3 separate regions of the Mus musculus genome follow, and all the other regions are linked to region 2. The links are chromatin contacts, called in public HiChIP or PLAC-seq maps. All regions are on one chromosome and are shown on one strand. The core of a region is the stretch at or near the end of the contact, and the rest is flanking DNA. Distances in the headings are between cores, read along the strand shown. Region 1 overlaps Gab2 (growth factor receptor bound protein 2-associated protein 2). Region 2 overlaps Nars2 (asparaginyl-tRNA synthetase 2 (mitochondrial)(putative)). Region 3 overlaps Gab2 (growth factor receptor bound protein 2-associated protein 2).

The links. HiChIP or PLAC-seq counts read pairs in DNA pulled down with a chosen protein or histone mark.
Region 1: a contact with region 2 is called in an H3K4me3 HiChIP or PLAC-seq map of bone marrow-derived macrophages, with 9 times the contacts expected there. The contact joins two enhancer-like sites. A contact is called at or near these places in 6 of 484 Hi-C or Micro-C datasets (the G1E-ER4 cell line, bone marrow-derived macrophages, cortical neurons and 2 more) and 2 of 115 datasets of contacts at active chromatin or transcription factors (both in bone marrow-derived macrophages).
Region 3: a contact with region 2 is called in an H3K4me3 HiChIP or PLAC-seq map of bone marrow-derived macrophages, with 7 times the contacts expected there. The contact joins two enhancer-like sites. A contact is called at or near these places in 3 of 484 Hi-C or Micro-C datasets (the N1E-115 cell line, bone marrow-derived macrophages and nephron progenitors) and 1 of 115 datasets of contacts at active chromatin or transcription factors (bone marrow-derived macrophages).

Annotation. Positions count from the first base shown.
Region 1 is chr7:97,209,653-97,213,865 of GRCm38.p6, forward strand. The region is part of intron 1 of Gab2 (growth factor receptor bound protein 2-associated protein 2); the gene reads left to right. Among named protein-coding and RNA genes, the nearest start is that of Usp35, 120 kb to the right of the region's middle. Within about 2 kb of position 1,654, at least 105 of the 459 cell types and tissues checked have an H3K27ac peak or open chromatin away from gene starts, as enhancers often do. A contact at or near this core is called in bone marrow-derived macrophages, where this site is marked.
Region 2 is chr7:96,973,407-96,977,672 of GRCm38.p6, forward strand. It overlaps Nars2 (asparaginyl-tRNA synthetase 2 (mitochondrial)(putative)), which reads left to right. Exons shown (of 14, transcript NM_153591.4): 5 at 76-156. Among named protein-coding and RNA genes, the nearest start is that of Nars2, 24 kb to the left of the region's middle. Within about 2 kb of position 2,760, at least 30 of the 459 cell types and tissues checked have an H3K27ac peak or open chromatin away from gene starts, as enhancers often do. A contact at or near this core is called in bone marrow-derived macrophages, where this site is marked.
Region 3 is chr7:97,153,545-97,157,948 of GRCm38.p6, forward strand. All of the region lies in intron 1 of Gab2 (growth factor receptor bound protein 2-associated protein 2), which reads left to right. Among named protein-coding and RNA genes, the nearest start is that of Gab2, 74 kb to the left of the region's middle. Within about 2 kb of position 1,742, at least 50 of the 459 cell types and tissues checked have an H3K27ac peak or open chromatin away from gene starts, as enhancers often do. A contact at or near this core is called in bone marrow-derived macrophages, where this site is marked.

The DNA.
Region 1 (4,213 bases), core at 404-2,903, 240 kb after region 2:
ATCTGTCATAGCATGTTGCAGGAGCTCAGGTAATACGTACTTTGATTTCCTCAAAGTAAGTTTGAAGTTCTTGGGGTCTAGAGCAGTTCAAATATTCCTAGAAGAAACATAGCTACAGAGCTCTTCCTCCTCCAGGAATGTGCTCTCTCCATGCTTCTACTGGGTATAATGGGACAGAAGTCTGGCCTAATGTACTTCACACTGAAATAAATTAGGATATAATTGTATTAAGAAGTCAGATTAAATCTTCTACCTGTAGTTACTTGGGAGTCTGGGGGATGAGAGTAGATTTAGAGTTGGTAATGGTGATTTTTTTTTTTAAAGAAAGCAAGGGGAGTTTTAAAAATAAAGTACTTGTTTGTGTTCTACCTAATAGAGTTGGAGTATTGATAATGTAGTAGACTCAGGTTTTAATAACCCTCCCTTGACAGGAATCTCCTGGCTTATTGGCAGTTTTTGGTTTTACCTTCATCAGAAAGAGGGAAGTTAAAAGGACACACCCATTTCTAGAAGTTATGCAAAACTCTTTTCCAAGAAATGCCTTGCCCCTTCTACAGCTTTAGCCACAGAATCTGGAGAAAGATGATTGGAGGCACTGAGAAAATTTTAGTCATCAGAGAAGAATTCTGTTATCTGTTGTACCTAAGCCATGACAGAAGATTGTGGAGTTTTAGAAATACTTTCAACTGCCAAAGAAGAAAGTAATAGAAGGTACTGCCTAGCTTGGCTATTTAGAAGAACACATCTCTCACTTCTAAGAATCTAAGTAATCTAGTTAAATAAGATATCATGATATCAGGTTGCCTTAGTGAACACCATGTGAGGCTCCCTAGGTTGGAAGAGACTTTGGTCTCTCACCCATTTGTTACACTCATCCTCCTACAGCACCCTCTACCTTTTCTTCATAGCCTTTCTACCTTATCCTAATCCCTGATTTAGCAAACAGCTGAACCACACACTTTGGGAACAGTTTGGTGAATTCAAGCTAGATGTTTGCTTATAAATTGTAATGTTCATGCTACTATAGATTTGATAGTTGTAAGAAAGACTATATGCCCTAAAATGTTTACTGTCAGCCCTTTACAGGAAACTTTAATGATAAGTATTGTACCCTAGGCTGTCTCTTTTTCAGAATTTTTAGTATTAAAGATTCTCTAATTTTCATAGAGCATCTAAGAAAATCCTTAGTAATTCAAGAAGAATCGTTTTATTTAGTATAATACTTAAGGCAGAACAAAAGAGTCTAGAATTTTAGAAGTACTTTCAGTTTTCAGGGCTGAAGCTAAAAGGATCTTCAGAAAGTTCCTTTTTCCTTAAAAGACAATTTACCTATAAGAACTAGCCTAGTTCAACTTGATTATGTAGACTAACCTAAAACAAACCAGGTTCTTGTCCCATATGTAAAGCAGCCTTTATGTTTAGAACCCATATTCATGACCCCAGGGAATCTCCCTGGAGACTGATATGGTAGAATTTTATAAGCTCTTCACCACCAACAAAATACTTATAATGTGATTTAGTCATCGTAAGTCTCAGTGGAGGCTTATTTTATTTTTCTGGTTGCCAAAGAGCAATAGAAGGAAGTCATGACCTTGTTCTGTGCGCACTTACAGACCTAACCTAAAGGACAGACAGGATCACATGAGATGTACTCTGCTCAACGGCAGGAGTGATGCAACTTCCAGGTCATATGTTCCCACATTCGTGTCTCTGTGGTCTGGGTAATTGTGAAATGGTTTGTTTTCTAACTAGATTTGGGTACAAAAGGAAAACAGTCACTTCTGTTTCATCAGAGCAAATGGTAATCTCTACTTGATTCTAGACATAAATTTGACTTTGTTTTGACTTTTTAGACAGTATACTCTTACGTTAGGAACTTCTTTATGTCCCATTATAAGTAAGTAAGATGTACTGTCTCTTCCTCTCTGACTTGATTATTACTATTCTATTTATTTATTTTATGTATTTTGATGAGTTTTGACTTTGATGTTTTGTTTTTGAGGCAAGATCTCACTCTGGTACACAAACTAATGATTCTGCTGCCACATTATTCTCCTTTAGATTGCCATTTTCTCTGACCATAGAAAGCTATAGCAACAGCTTCCTAAATAGTTTTTGTTGTTGTTGTTGTTGTTGTTGTTATTCGCTAGTTCACCTTCCTCATTGCTAGATGAGCACTAGTTAACATTTTAACAAATAGCCACAGAGCACTAGTTAACATTTCTCTACTGCTATGCACTTTGCAGCAACTCCCATTACCAATAAAGATACAGCTTCTAAGGGTGGTTCTGAAGGCCTCACAGGACCCCTAAGTTCTTCCTTTCCTCCTTTCCACATCCAACTTACCAAATTTCCAAACCTCTCTTGTCTTTTTTCCAATGCCCAGGCCTGGTTCATACCATGTGACCTTTTTAAAGCAAAGCCTTTTTCCTTTCTTTATAGCTTTCCTTGTAATAGTCATTTTACTCATTTCTCTCTCCTTTTTCTCTCCCCATTTTCCTCCTTTCTCTCCCTCTCTCCTCTTTGTTTCTCCCTCTCTGTTCCTGTTTCAGTGATATGCTAAGAAACTGTGGCTCTTTTTATGATACATCTAAAGCTCTGCTTCATCGTTTAGGGCTATATATTAATGTCTTATCTTCCTGCAACTTTATAAATATTTTAAGTTGTTTAAAAGGAATGTTTCCATCATGCCTCTCTTCTTTAAACCACATAGCATAGAGCATGGTTCATCGTTGTTTCCACTGAATACTTTTTTAAAAACTTGATTTCTTTTTCAGAGCTGAGGACTGAACCCAGGGCCTTGTACCTGCTAGGCAAGCGTTCTACATTAAGCTAAATCCCCAACCCCCAAAACTTAATTTTTCATAAGACAAAAATTTCCACCTATTTACCCTTTTTTATTTGTAAGGGTAAATCTATGTATGTGTGAATGCACATGTGCACAAAAGTACCCAAATGGGCCAGGAGAAAGTGTCAAGTCCATCCCTGGAGCTGATGAGCCTCTTGATGTACACACTGGAGCAGCAGCCAGCACTCTTAACTGCTGAGCCATCTAGTTCTTTATTTATCTTTTAACTATTTTATAGCTTGGACATTTTACCTTCAAATCTATTGTTCATCTTTTGTCACTGTCTTGTTAGCCTATTTGATTTTCAGAGGGAGTCTCTGTATGGGCCTGAGTAGTTGGTATTATAGGCACGTGCCACTACTCCTTTCCTGAGCCTTTTTTCCCTAGTATCATTTGTTGAAAAGTCTGTCTGTCTTCCATTTAATTTCTTTTGTACCTTTATCAAAAATTAGTGGGGACCAGCAAGATATTTCAGTGGGTAAAGATGTTTGTTGACAAACCTGACAACCCAAATTTCATCTCCAGGACCTACATGGTGAAAGGAAAGAACTCTTGCAAATTGTCCTCTGACCTCTACACTTGCACTGCGGCACACATGCCCACCTCCCCCAAATAAATAAATGTAATAATAAAAATAAAGAAAGAAAAATCAGTGGATATATCATGTGAATATAGTTCGAGTTTTCTGTTTTGTTACATTGTTCTCTGTTTGTAGTTCTCATCCAGTATACATCATCTTGATTGCCATAGCTACAGAACATTTAAAATACATACACTGCGGCTCGACAGATGACTCACTGGTTCACAACACTGGCTGCTCTTCTAGAGGACCTAGGTTCAATTCTAAGCATCCACATGGTAGTTGCCAACCATCCATAACTCCAGACCTATGGCCTCCAATGCCCATTGCCCTTTTCTGGCCTCTAAAGGCACCACATACACAACACACACACACACACACACACACTCCTACACTTAAACACATAAATAAAATTTTAAAAAAAAATATATATATATACCCTGATTTCATATATTTTATTTTAACCTTTTCCAAAATTGTTGTATCTATTTTCATCCTTTTTTCTTTCCATATGCATTGTAGAATAAGCTTATGTACACCAACGAAACTTTTTGCATGAATTTTTATAAGTATTGTGGTAAACCTATACATAAATTTTGGAAAATGTACTGGGTTGATTCTTAGGCATTGTATATCTATTTAAACATTTAGGAGTACCTTAACAAGTTATCAGCACTGTGTGATTTATAAATTGCATGTCCTGCATGTACAAAGTTTTGTTAGATTTATACTTTTTTCATTTAAAAAAATGATTATTAATGATGCTGTGTGAGTTTTTTCTTTGT
Region 2 (4,266 bases), core at 1,510-4,009:
AATAGTAAAACACAGCATTGGGTCTTGGGGTTCTTTCACATACAGATGTACTGAAGAGTTCTCCTTCTCTTCCAGGACAATGGCTTTGTGCACATTCATACCCCAGTACTCACATCCAACGACTGTGAGGGGGCCGGAGAGCTTTTTCAAGTGGAGGTAAGCTGTATTCCCCTCTTACCGCTGCTTAATATTTTTCTTTAAGGATTTACTTTAAATTTAATAATGGTTATGTGGACTGAAGATCATGGCTAGCACCTGAAGCTTTCAGTAGTAATCCTTGAACAACATTCACACAGCTCCCGTCTCCTGTTATTCCACTGGAGCTAGAAGGGGTGAATTTTTAACTTAGCATTCTGTTTGCTTTTTCATGGAGTATATATGTCAATGAAATCAGAAAGGGAGGAGTATTTAGAGTCAGGAAGGGAACCAGGGAGGCAGGACAGGAGAATGACAGGAAGAAGGGTTGTAAATAAGAACAAAACATTATAATATATGCATATCTATAAAATGTCACAATGAAGCCCATTTCTTTGTATGCCAATCAAAAAAATGAAAAAGTAGAGTAAAAATCAAAGTAGATTAGAAAAATAAAAAAGAGTACAAAAGTATGCATATAAAGAAAGATTTTTCCAAAATTGTAAAAGAATACATTTTTTTCATAAGATTCACCTCCTAAAATAGGTTTTTTCTCTGTTCAACTTTATTTTAGTTTTGAGCATATTTTTCCAACATGTCTCCCACCCTCTTCTCTGTACCCTGGTTTCTCCCCTTTGTCCCCTATACAGTTTTGCTTCTGCTTTCAGGTCATATATACATACGTGTTTTATGTACTAATATAAAATCTAGAAATCAGTAATGAGATAAAATGTGATATTTGTCTAAGGTAGACTTAATGTCGTAGCCCTGCCTGCATCCATTTTTCTGCAGATAGCATCTTTGTTCTTTATGACTGAAAAAAAAAATTCCATTGTGTAGGCAGGGAAATTAGCTCCTTTGATAGAATACTTACCAAAGCCTTGGGTTCAAATCCTACTATCTCATGAACTAGATGTGGCAATGAATATTTGTAATTCCAGCACTGGTGAGATGGAAGTGATGGGATCGGAAGTTCAAGGTGATCTTCAGCTCTAAAGCAAGTTCAAAAGTAGTCAGGCTACATAAAACTTGTCTTTAAAAGACTCCCGTTGTGCATAAGTACCGTACTTTTGATGATGAACCCTTAGGTGGTTTTATTACTTAGCTATTATGAATAGCATTGTAATAAACATTAGTGTGCAAGAATTTCTTTGAAGTCTTTCAGGTAAATACCTAGGAGTCATGTAGGATGGCGAGTGTCAACGGCCCAAAAGAAACAGGCTCCGGTTGTCCTCAAGGCCCAAACCAGGACCAAATTGAGGCCCAACAGTTTTAAACTTTAGGTCTCTCATTAAGGTCTCCTGTCCATTTAGAGAAGATTTTTCTACAGGGTATTTGATGGAGATTTGGGTTCATTTTTCTGCATGTGGTTATCCAGTGTTCCTGATAGCATATGTCAGAGAGGCTGCATTTTCTCCACTGTGAAATTTTGTCATAATTGTTAAAACTCAAACGGTGGTGGTTGTGCAGGTTTGCATCTGAGTCCTCTTTTACTCCATTGATCTGTGTGTCTATCTTGTGCCAGTTCTATGCTGATTTTATTAGTTAATACTATGGCTCTAAAGCATAGCTTGAAATCAAGTGACTGATACCTATAACGTCATTCATATGTATGGAGGTGTATAGTGTGTGTTCATGTCTGTGTGGGTGTATTCACATGAGCATGCAGCTTCATGTGTCTGCATGTGGAGGCCAGAGGTCAACATGAGATATCTTCCTCCATTTCTTTCTATCTAATCTTTTTCAGACAGAGTCTCTCACTAACCCTGCAGCTCATCAATTGACTAGGCTTCAGGCTGGCCAGTGAGTTTCAGGAATCCAGAATCCACCTGCCTATCACCCCCTTCCAGGGCTGAAGTTACCTACATGCCCTGCTGTCCCTAGCTTTATGTAGGTGCTAGATACTCACGTCCTCATACCTGCACACCAGGCACGTCAGTAACTGAGCCATCGTCTCTGTCCCCAGTGTTCTCTCTGCTCAGGGTTACTTGGCCATCTGGCATCTTTTGTGCTTTAATATGAATCTCAAAGGTGTTTTATCTATTTCAGTAAAGAATGGCATTGGGATTTTTATGAGATTTCATTGCCTCTATAGATTGGTTTTGATAGAATGACCGGCCATTTTTGCAATATTACTTCTTCCAATCAATGAATGTGGGATGCCTTTCTACCTTCTGGTGTCTTTTTAGTATTTTTTTTCTTCTTCAGTGAGTGAGTTTTCATTGTAGTCTTTCATTTCCTAAGGTTTATTCCAGGGGTTTTTGTTTGTTTTTAATATTAAGACATTTGTGAATATGATTGTTCCCTTGATTTAGTTCTCAGTTTGTCATTGGTATATAGGGAGGCTTCCAGGTTTGTATGTTACTTGTGTAGCCTGCCACTTTTCCACTGAGCACTTATCACTTAGCTGGAAGTGCTAAGAGTCTTCTTTAGGACCTTTGTGGTGGTTAAAAAGAGAAGTGTGCCCCATAGGCTTAGACATTTGCACACTTACATACAGTTGGCGGCGCTACCCTGAGCAGTCTGGGAGGTGTGGTCTTGCTGGAGGAGGTGAGTCACTGGAGGCAGGGGCAGGCCTCCAGAGTTTAGGGCCCTACCCAGCTTCCAGCTCCTTTTCTCTGTGCTTGTGGTAAAACCTGTGATCTCTCACTTCCTGCTCCTGCTGCAGTGCCTGCCACATGCTGCCATGCTTTCCTACCGTAATGGATTCCGATCCCTCTGGAGTCATAAGCTAAAATAAGCCCTTCCTCCCATTAGTCACTTTGATCACGTTCTTCTATCACACAACTGAGAAGTAACTGAAGTACAGAATCCTATCATCTGCAAACAAGGACACTTCGTCCTCTTCCTGTCTGTATCTCCTTTGGCTTTTTATTTCCTCTTGTCTTATTGTTCTAGTTAAGATGCAAAGAGTTTTAGTTTAATTATTTTTGAAAGATTTGTTTTTATCTGACATGTGTGAGGGTTGCCTGCATGTATGTATGTGTACCTCCTGCCTGCCTGATTCCTGTGGAAGCCAAGCAAGAGCTCCGGATACCCTGTACTGGACTTACAGATAGGTGTGAGCTTACATGTATGTGCTATCAACTAAACCTACCTTCTCTTCTCTGCAAGAGCAATGAGCACTGTTAACCACTGACCTCTCTCTCCAGCCTCAGTTCTCCCGAGTTCTTAGCCAGACACTGTAAGCCTGTCCATACTGCAGGTTAAAACAAACAAACAAACAAACAAAACCAAGACAAGAACAACAACAACAACAACAAACAAAACCCACATATTACCAGAACAGGCTATGCTTGATGCTTGTAATTACATTCATGTAATTCCAATCCTCAGATAAAAACGGGGAATTGTGCATTTCAGGGCAGCACAAGACTGTGCCCTGGAGTAAAATAAAGTGCTCAGCCAGCCTTTCTTACAGGTGAGCTTTTGAAAGCCACTCATTTACAAACTTTACTGTTCCAGATCATTATTTAGTTGTAGACCAGTGGAACAGAGAGCCATGTTGTTGAATCATACTTTTGTGCTTCCGTTGTTTATTTATTTATGGGCTTTTTTTTTTTTAATCCTAAAAGATTTGTTTCTGTCAGCTGATAAAATTTACTTTTTGCTTTGGCACTTTCTGTCTCCTGGTGACAATGCTTTCTCTTAATGCTATCAAGCAAAGTATTCACTGTAAGAAGTTATCTTGACCTATTGAAGCCATTAATAAGAACAAGAATCAAATGTTGTCCTTTATACAAAAGTTGAGGAAATCTTGATGATAATCAGCTTTTTGGAAAAAGAAACTAAAAATTACTTGAGAGCCAAAGGAGGTATGGTGTTCCTGTAATACTAGTACTTAAAAAAAAAAAAAAAAAAAAAAAAAAGAGGAAATAGCCTTCTTGGACATTGGAAGTGGAAGTGTTAGCATCTGCATGCATGCATTCAAAGAGCAACAAATAAAACGCAGCAGTGTTCCTAGAACTGTTCTTCCAGTTGTTCTTTTCCATCTCTTCTTAGTATTCTGAATGTGAGCTGAAGAAAAATTAGCCACCTTAAATACACATCATAATTCCTTAATCCAAACTACTTAATAGTTAAAAAGGATGAGTATTCAAGTTGTTACAAATAAAAAAGGGAATTTTTAAA
Region 3 (4,404 bases), core at 492-2,991, 180 kb after region 2:
TTAATGTACTAAAAGGTAACAGCTATCGAGGTGTTTGCTGTTTTGTGGCTCAAGCATTTTGCTAGGAAACCTTGGTCAGAAAAACCCTTATTTTTAGTTTTTGAAGATATTTTATTCTTTTTGGCTGTAATGAGGTGACATATCCCTCTCTAGATCAGTCCCAGCTAGGTGGAATAGAATTTACATAATTGCTTTAGGCCACTTGTATTTCAACCCCTGTAACTAGAAAAAGAGGCTACTTTCCCTTGGGGAAAAAAGAACAAATCTGTAACCTTTCTTGGTTTTGGCTTTTTGAGGCAAGGTCTCATGTGTCTCTGGCTAGCCTCCAACTTGCTATAAAGTCTTCCTGCTACCTCCCAAGTGGTGCATTTATAGATGTATGCTACTATGCCTAGCTTAAATATGTATTCTACAAAGGGAAAGAAAATGGCTTTGGGTTTCTCAGTGAATGAGCCCAAAACAGGGGTATCTGTCTACAGCATTCAGACTTGATTTCATCATGCTAGACAAGTAGAGCTTAGACATACTGTGCTGTGACCCCTGCAGAGCTTTGCCTTTCTACTTTACAGTAAATTATAAAGCCATTCAGCTAGGGTAAGTGAGGATAGAATTTAAGAACCTGATCTAGGCCTCTAGGAATCAGTATCAAGTGATTCTTAAGGTTGATCCCTCTGTGTTGGAGTCCCCCAATTATAAAAAGTATTTTTATTTGCTTCCTTTTGGCCAAGTCCCTGACAAAGTGCAAATCCTTATATTTTGATTCCATGGTCATTTTCTACTGTGGTCTGTTATGTTCTCTAATGGGTCCTTGGAGAGCTAGAGATCTGGTCCTGAATCTTCAGACTATTTCAAACTAAGCACTTAAATTCTGCTGCTGGAGTTCTAGATCCCCACCTACTTGTCAGCATCCCTTTTCACTTCCTCTTCCTGCTATACTTTAGATCCTTTCTTTGCTAAGTAGGTAGATAAATTTTTTAAAGGTCTAATGTGAAGACTCTTCTAGGTAGAATAGCAAATGAAGCATTGGGAGTTATTGATATCAGAATATATATATATATGTGTGTGTGTGTGTGTGTGTGTGTGTGTGTGTGTGTGTGTGTGTGTCAAGCACATCTATGTGCGTCTATAGAACAACACTTAAGACCAGGCCATCTAGGTTTTAGCCAGAGACTCCATGGTACTGTGAGCCAAGGCTGGGAATCAACAGAATCAAGACCAAAATATAGACTTGGTTGTTTTATTTTGAGACAGTATCACTCTGGAACCCTAAATGGCCTGGAGTTTGTTCTGTAGACCAGGCTGGTCTCTATCTCAGAGGTCCACCTGCCTCTGCCTTCCAAATGGTAGGACTAAAGGGGTGAGGCAGCTTAGCAGGCAAGCCTTTTTGTCTGTCCCCTTCTGGCCAGAGCATGTCAGCTTTAACTTACAGTTTGTGGGTCTATGCCAAATTTAGTATACAGAAAGGGGGAGTGTGAGGCAGAGAAGAGGGAAGCAGGGAGAAATAGAAAGACCTAAACTGGCAAAATGATCTCTATGAATCTTCCAACACTGGCATTGAAGTTAAGTGTAAGAGTGCAGAAACTGTAACTAATGAAACAGAGTTTGGTACCCTCCTACTTTAGACTAAATCTTGACCCGATCTTGAGCTGACAGCTGTCCAGCCAACCACTGGATACAGTACCCAATTGTTTGCAGCCAAAATCCAGCAAGTCTGCTTCCTCTAACAACTACTCTGCAGCTCCCCTCCCCCAACTCCTCAAGGCAGAAGTGGACTTGAAGGGGTATGTTTCAGTTCCCTGGCCCCTGTGTGTCTTCCTCTCACAGTCTTGTTCAAAATGTCTAGGGAATTTTCATTTTCCAAAGTTGCTTACCAGAAACAGTTTGGCAGCGTACAGTCTGGGGAGGAAGCTTTAGTCAAATGAGCACAAAGGCATAGAACCCCATGTTGAATTCTTTGTGCATGGGAAAGGGGAGCAAAGGAGCTTTAGTAAAATTGTAGCATAGAAGCTGTCTCCTGGGAGGCTATGCCAGTACCTGGCAAATACAGAAGTGGATGCTCACAGTCATCCATTGGACAGAGCACAGGGTCCCCAATGAAGGAGCCAGAGAAATACCCAGGGAGCTGAAGGGGTCTGAAGCCCCATAGGAGGAACATCAATATGAACTAACCAGTACCCCCAGAGCTCCTTGGAACTAAACCACCAATCAAAGAAAGCACATGGTGGAACTTGTGGCTCTAGCTATATATGTGGCAGAGGATGGCCTAGGCAGTCATCAATGGGAAGAGAGGCCCTTGGTCCTGTGAAGGCTCTATGCCCCAGTATAGGGGAATGCCAGGACCAGGAATGGAGTGGGTGGGTAGGGGGATAGGGGGAGGGGGAGAGGAGGTAGGGGATTTTTGGAGGGGAAAAGAAAATATCTAAGCTGGGCGTGGTGGCGCACGCCTTTAATCCCAGCACTCGAGAGGCAGGCGGATTTCTGAGTTCGAGGCCAGCCTGGTCTACAAAGTGAGCTCCAGGACAGCCAGGGCTATACAGAGAAACCCTGTCTCGAAAAAAACAAAAAAAAGAAAAAAAGAAAAAAATAATAAAATATCTAATAATTTTTTTTTTAAATTGTGGCATAGGCTAAATAAGGAATGGAAATGGGCCCCCAATGGAGGAGCTAGAGAATGTATCCAAGGAGCTAAAGAGATCTGCAACCCTATCGGTGGAACAACATTATGAACTAACCAGTACCCCAGAGCTCTTGACTCTAGCTGCATATGTATCAAAACATGGCCTAGTCGGCCATCACTGGAAAGAGAGGCCCATTGGTCAGGCAAACTTTATATGCCCCAGTACAGGGGAATGCCAGGGCCAAAAAATGGGAAAGGGTGGGTAGGGGAGTGGGGGGGGGGAGGGTGTGGGGGACTTTTGGGATAGCATTGGAAATGTAATTGAGGAAAATACGTAATAAAAAAAAAAGAAAAAAAATTTTAAAAAACAACAAAATTTGCTTTAAAAAGCTTTACACCTGACTCTCAATAATACTCAGATTATGGCAGAATTCAGTGGATGCTTGTATATACTTTAAAATTACTTTCATTTGGTATTATAATTTATACCAAGACAATGAAAAGCTACCTCTTTTTATAATACTGATTTCAGAACGTGAAGCTTGGCTGAGGAGTAAACAGGCAGCAGAGCATCTCTCACAGGGGAGGGATATGAAATGTGAAGGCTTGGGAAAGTTATATTTGGTTTAAAATGGAGGGCCTTTCAAAAAAGTTGAAAAACATGTTTCACTAAAAGACAGTACTCGTGGATTCTAAAGTTAAAGGAGACATGGATAAGTAGAAAGGATATCCTAGAGCCCAGTCTCCTTCTGGTTTTCAATGTTGGTTCCTTAGAGCCCCCTTTCCCAGATTTCTCCTTTGAGGGCTACAGTGTCTGTAGCTCCATCCATATTCTCCTTGATTTTTGGCTCAATTTCAGGGGAGATGGACTACAGCTGGTCTGAAATCGGAAGACAGTGAATTTATTTAAGCTTTCAGGATGACCTATTTGCCTTTCTCCACTGCAATGAATGAAAATACAGACAACAGAATGTTTCACAAGACAGAACGCAAAGAGAATAAGAATGAGAAGTGTGTGATATGTTTTGGCCTTTAAAAAAGAAACATTACAGGCTTTTTTTTTTAAACCTCTGTCATCTGTGATCTATCACCCATTCAGCCAAAATATTTTGGCTTTTTGACTCTGGGAAACCAGTGGGTGGGTAATTTTGGAGAAGCTAAAAGTTAGCAAAATACCAGCAGATGCTAGAGCCAAACAAGAGAATTCTCCTTGGTCCCACAAACTGAGGTATACCCCACTTGCTGCTCTTCAAGACTCCTTTGGAAAAGACTACAAAAACCGAACATATGAGAAAATAACTTATTCCTCTCTAGAGGTGATCTTGCTCATGTCCTAGGCAGTCAGCAATGAAAGGGTCTAGGCAGTGGAGGAAATATTAGCACTATCTTTGAAGCTGTTTGATCTAACTCCAGATCCGTCACTAAATCCAAATCTGTCACTTTGCATCTGGGTAAAGTTTTATGGATCCTTAAGCCTTCTAAGCCTATTTCTCCATTTATGCTAGACATAATAGTACTACTTCATCAAAGTTGTTATACTAACGTCTAACACACTAGACACCTGATTGATAATAAACAGAAAGTGTTCCTCGGTATTGTTCATCTCCCTCAAAGCAGTTTTCCTACTATTGTTACATCTTTGGATGCAGTTTATTTCTCTTAACATTCTAAATTGAGAAGTGCTTATAAATATTGAGGATAATTTACTGGCTGCAGTGTCAGTTTTATCATGCCACCAAGACAGTGGAACTTTGGAATTCCTGAATGAGATGAGTATTGTAGAACAT